Linked DNA regions of Sus scrofa: region 2 is linked to region 1. The links are chromatin contacts, called in public promoter capture Hi-C maps. All regions are on one chromosome and are shown on one strand. Each heading gives the region's core, a stretch centred on a gene start, on an enhancer-like site or on the middle of the called end of the contact. The rest is flanking DNA. Distances are from core to core; before and after follow the strand shown. Region 1 holds the start of ALG2 (ALG2, alpha-1,3/1,6-mannosyltransferase). Region 2 holds the start of STX17 (syntaxin-17).

Region 1 (2,700 bases), core at 40-2,539:
TAAGGAAAGAACTGTTGAGAAAGTTTCCCTGTACAATGTAAAGGTACAGGATAGAGCCACAGCATTAAATAATAATCTAAGATGACACCGATGTTCTGGCTTGGGTGAACAAGTATGTAGCAGTTGCCATATGGAAGTAAAGAGATATACTTGGGAGCAGACGTTGAGGTGAACGGAGAGACAAGAATTGTGTATTAGACAAGTCGTGTTAGTTTGAGTCTGTACAGGATTTCCAAACACTAATGTTGAGTGTAAAGCTCAGGTCTAGAGACAGGAGATTAATGACATCAGTTTTCTTAATGTTGCTTCCGGCCTCACCCCAGTTTAACTTTCTTATTTCAAAAGTGATGCTCAAAACTGAACATTGGGAAGAAAATGTCTCCCTCTCGAGACACAAAACACCAAAAGTCTTTTAACTATCGCTACGGCCGCACCACCTGCATCCTTTCGCCCCTGTGAACCGTAACATCAGAAGTCTCCTTGTCAGAACCAGAGAATTCCTGGGCCGGATCCCTCCGAGCCCACCTAGAGAAGATCGCAGGGGTCCTTACCTCTGCCGGACCGTGGATCCTGCCGCCCGGGCGGCCACTGCTTTGCTGGGAGAGCGTCCTGAGGAGCCCACGTTGGTGCCACTGGGCGTCGGACCGGGCTGTGGAGGGAGACAAGGTGAGAAACGGGTTAGCGCCGCCGGCCGGCCCCCAGACCCCGGGCCCTGACGGCGAAGACCTGCACCGGGGCCTGGGGGAAGCAAAGGAGCCGCGGAAGAAGGACAAAGCATACGGCAAAAATCAGGGCGCATGGGAGAAGCCGGGACAAGAAGGCAAGGCTGGGGCCACATACCATGCTGGAAACTGGAGAGAAGCAGGCAACTGAAGTTGATGGCGGGGAAACGGTAGAGCCCTCAACAGACCAGCGGCCGGAGAGACTGATTCTGGTCCCGCCCCCGGACCTGCTGGCAGGGTCCTCGCTGACTCCAGGGACGCCTGGGCTGTCCGACTATGTGCCTGGAGGAATTTTAGTACAGGCGACTTAGTGCTGTATAGGAATTACAGACTTCCTATCTTTTCACTTGGATCACAGAGTCCTTCCTAGAGTCCAGTCTCTGCCAGTGGGAGATCCCAGCCATGGTCAGACGAGAAATTTCCTCCGGCAGTTACTAGTTGCCCACAGATTCGCGCTGATGTGGCCTAACCAACGCGCACACCGCGGGGCGTGGTCGATCCCCAGAAGGGCCCGCTGGGAGGACGGGGAAAAGAGCATGCGCGGAAGCCCTTAAGCGTCCGCGCCGAGGCGGCTTCTGGACGATGGAGGAGAATCAGGGCCAAGATGAGGACCCGGGTCCTAAGCCGTCGGTGTTGTTCCTACACCCGGACCTTGGCGTGGGCGGCGCCGAGCGGCTGGTGCTAGACGCGGCGCTGGCGCTGCAGGCCCGCGGATGCAGCGTGAAGATCTGGACCGCGCACTACGACCCGGGCCACTGCTTCGCCGAAAGCCGCGAGCTGCCGGTGCGCTGCGCCGGGGACTGGCTGCCGCGCAGCTTGGGCTGGGGCGGCCGCGGCGGCGCGGTGTGCGCCTACCTGCGCATGATTTACCTGGCGCTCTACGTGCTTTTCCTCAGCGACGAGGAGTTCGACGTGGTCGTATGCGACCAGGTGAGGTGGCCACACCAAGCCATCGCCGAGCCTCTTTTAACTCTGTATGGAGGGCGCGCTGCATGACCTCTGAATTTCTCTGTGTTGTTCGGAAACATCGAAACTGATGTGGAGCGATCAGAGTTGGGAGTGACGCTGGTGCTCGAACTTTAGTGTGAACACGTTAAAGTTGCGGATTACTTGGCCCCACCCTCGGGTGTTTTCATCCTAGACCCCTGAGGTGGTGCCCGAAATCTGCATTTTCACTAGATCGTCGATGAATCTGAAACGACGGGCCTTGGTGCTCGCTCTAAGAAAACAGGAGTATTAGAAGTCAGCCTTCAGTCACCTTTTACTTCTGAGTAACTCGTATTTCTTCCTTCTTTGCATTATTCCTGTTGACACTACTTCCAGGCCACATATGGCCCACTATAGCACGTGCAGCCGGACCACCCCACTCCTTAGCAGTGTCATGTGTTAAAAACCCCAAGCTAAACAGGTGCTGTCCCTTTCAAAACTTTAACATGGTTTCCCACTAGTCTTTGGAGAAAAGTCTGGGTTCTTTACCTTGGTAAATAATGTCCACCTGGATCTGGGCTCTAGCTATTCTAGACTCTTTTTATGTATTTTTTTTTTCCAAAAAAAAATTTTCATCTTAAAAAGTCACATTTACTGATGGAGTTGTCGTGGCCCGGGGGCCCATGAATCCGACCAACTGCAGTGGCTGGGGTTGCTGCAGAGGTGCAGGTTCTATCCCCTCCCTGAGTAGTGGGTTAAAAGATCTAGCATAGGTTGCAGCTGTGGCTGGGATTAAATCCCTGGCTTGGGAATGTACATATGCCGCAAGTGCAGCCATAAAATGAAAAAATAAAGTAACATTTACTCAGAACTAAAAATTCAAATAATATAGGAGACTACAAAAGCCCCATCCCAATTCCACTCCCTGAAGACAGCCACTGTTAATAGTTTCTCCTGCATCCTTTTCAGAAATTGTGCTTACACCAGCATTTATGTGTCTGTCCATAGATACATCTTCTTATACATAATAATTAGGATTATAACGCACCTA
Region 2 (2,700 bases), core at 128-2,627, 670 kb before region 1:
ACTCTTCAAAAGTGTAAAGGACCTAAAAGACAAGAAAAGACTTAGAAGCTGTCGCAGACTGGAGGAGACTCAGGAGCCATGTTAACTAAATGCAATGTGGGGTCTTAGATTGGATCCTAGAACAGAAAAAGGACATTAGTATAAAAAAAAAAGATGAAATCTTAAGAAAGCTGATAGTTTAGTTAACGGTGTTGTACCTAAGTTGATTTCCTACTTTTGATATTTGTATTACGATTATATGAGATGCTAACATTAAAGGAAACTAGAAAACTCTCTATTACTTTTCTAACTCCTCCGTTATTGTAAAATTATTTCAAAATAAAGTCTTTTTTAAAAACGTGTTGAGCTGTTTCATGTAAGACAGGCCAAACATTTCTACATCAAATAACTGCAACCATATTCACTGCACAGACACTTGGCTCGGGGGCTGGGGATGGGGGAATGGCAGGTGCTTACAACTATTACCAGCTGAATACCATACCATTAGTTTCCAGTAAGGAAAAAGTACTGGGAGGTTAACCAAATTACTTCGGATTATTTATAAAGGAAAAGCCCTATTTCTCAGAAAAAGTCCAAAATTGCTGGCAACAAAAAAAAGTGATGAACATCTTCCAACATTTCCCCACACCAGTGGCACCGAATGTCTTCAGCCACGTCGCCCTGATTTGTTTCGGACAAGATTCTGACTTGGGGACGCGTTCCTAAATTTGGAAAGAAAAGTCAAGGCCCCTGGTCCTACCCTATAGTCCGCTCTCTGAGCCTCTGATTCCGAATTTTAAAAAAGGGGGAGTTAAACATGGGACCTTCTAAGAGCCACCTCCCGGTCTGGCTGACAGGACACTCCACCCTCTCGCTTCGGGTCCTCCCCTCACTACCTCGGAGCAGAGTAACCCACAGCGCACCCGGGCCACAGAAACCAAACGCCCCTCCCCCCACCCTCGCCGAGAACGGGTACGCGGACCAGTCTCAGGACGTAGACGCCCACGACGCTGACGACCTATGGCCCACAGTGCGTCACGGCAGGGCAGACGATAGAAACTTTTCCACCCTGAGACCCCAGGAGGCCGACCAGCTCCTCCGGTCGGCCGCCCTCTATACCCGCTTCGAATAGCGCCTCCAAAACCGAAACCATCACTTCTTGGAGCTGAGAGAAGCCCCACAGAGCTCGCACTTCCGAACTGATACCCTGCTTCCCGCCGGGCGCCCCTCCCGCGCGCGAGGTTGGCACCCGGCCTACCATGCCACACAGGGCCTGACACCCATGAGGCGGCCTGTCGCGAGCCCCTTACCTCCCGCCGGGGCGCTTGAGACCAGTAAGCGCGCACAGCGCAGGCGCGGGCGCGACGGGGCGGGGCACCACGATAGGCCTGCCGGGCTGCGCCACGCCCCCTCCCGCCCCGCTCCAGCCTCGAGGGGTGTGGCCGGCTGTCCCGTGAGTACAAGCGATGTTGCCACTCTGGGCTGAGCTTTAAGAGGTTGTCTTGAGTTATGGTCTGGGTTTGTAAGTCTGTTGCATTTTAGGTGTGAGACGATTCACATACGTATGGGCCTCTACATTTTGCAGGGTTTTTTTCTATCCATTTTCCTGTGTTCTAGGAATTTTATTAGTTGGCCAGGTGTTCTTACCTCTTTACACATTGAAACTAAAGCTCAGAAAGGTTGTGCCTTCTCCTTCTCGTCCTCCAAAACCCTCTTAGGTGTTCAGGGCAAAAGTCTTGACTGTTACAGGTGCAGAAATTGAAGCTTGGTCCAATGCTTCCCTCCCCTCCCTGACCTGCTCCTGCCTCCCACCAAACAGGTGGAGCCCTTAATGCCACTGTCTTATCCTAACTTTATAGATAATGACACTGAGGCTCCAAGAGTTTCTGCTGACTCACTCCAGTTCAGCCAGTTAGTGACAGAGTTGGAACTCCGAATGGGTTTTTTAATTTCCTTCCCAAGTTTTTCCAGTTACACCAGCTGCTACCAATGAACAAGCAGATGGTTGGCTTTGAAGCCCTGTTCTAGATCACAGGTCTCCTCGCTGGTTAGACTGACTTACAGATCCAGCCTTTTTAATATGTGTTTGAATATTCAGATGACTTGCTCAGAATGTATCCACTGAATGATACTGTCCTCAGAAGTCATAAGGATGTTCAAGCCATAGCTAAGTAAACTCAGCTCTTGGGGTCTTGCAGTGGAGTGAAAGTAGAAGTTGTGGATCAATAAATATTAGAGGTCTATAAGAATTCCCTTGAAAGCAATTTCTAAAGTAAAGCATAAAATCTGCTAAGCATTTTGGATTTTCTTTGTGAGTATAGTGAACACTGGTGTTTTTTTACTCTAGGAATGAGGTGGTGGTAAAATTTTAATTCTAAGGAGAAAAATTAAAGTATTATATAATACCATGGGAAAAATTTTTTATGCAAGGGTCAGTTAAACAGATCTTTTGAAGTAGAAGTGTTGGGTTTTTTTAAGGGCCGCTCCCGCTGCATATGGAGGTTCCCAGGCTAGGGTCAAACTGGAGCTGTAACTGCTGCCACAGCTCATGACTATAACTAGGCCACAGCCATAGCAATGCTGGATTCAAGCCACATCTGTGGCCTACAACACAGCTCCAGATCCTCAATCCACTGAGCAAGGACAGGGATTGAACCCACATCCTCATGAATACTAGTCAGGTTCGTTAACCACTGAGCCACTATAGGAACTCCTGAAGTA

What was found. Promoter capture Hi-C pulls out the DNA fragments that hold promoters and counts their contacts.
Region 2: a contact with region 1 is called in a promoter capture Hi-C map of liver, with 7 times the contacts expected there. The contact joins the promoter of STX17 here to the promoter of ALG2 in region 1. A contact is called at or near these places in 1 of 5 promoter capture datasets (liver), 1 of 47 Hi-C or Micro-C datasets (heart right ventricle) and 2 of 2 datasets of contacts at active chromatin or transcription factors (alveolar macrophages and skeletal muscle).

Annotation. Positions count from the first base shown.
Region 1 is chr1:240,983,405-240,986,104 of Sscrofa11.1, reverse strand. ALG2 (ALG2, alpha-1,3/1,6-mannosyltransferase) reads left to right here and starts at 1,289. Exons shown (of 2, transcript NM_001101029.1): 1 at 1,289-1,652. The coding sequence starts at 1,305. It overlaps SEC61B (Sec61 translocon beta subunit), which reads right to left and starts at 932. Exons shown (of 4, transcript NM_001243825.1): 1 at 841-932; 2 at 552-649. The coding sequence starts at 843.
Region 2 is chr1:241,656,141-241,658,840 of Sscrofa11.1, reverse strand. It overlaps STX17 (syntaxin-17), which reads right to left and starts at 1,377. Exons shown (of 9, transcript XR_002336997.1): 1 at 1,290-1,377.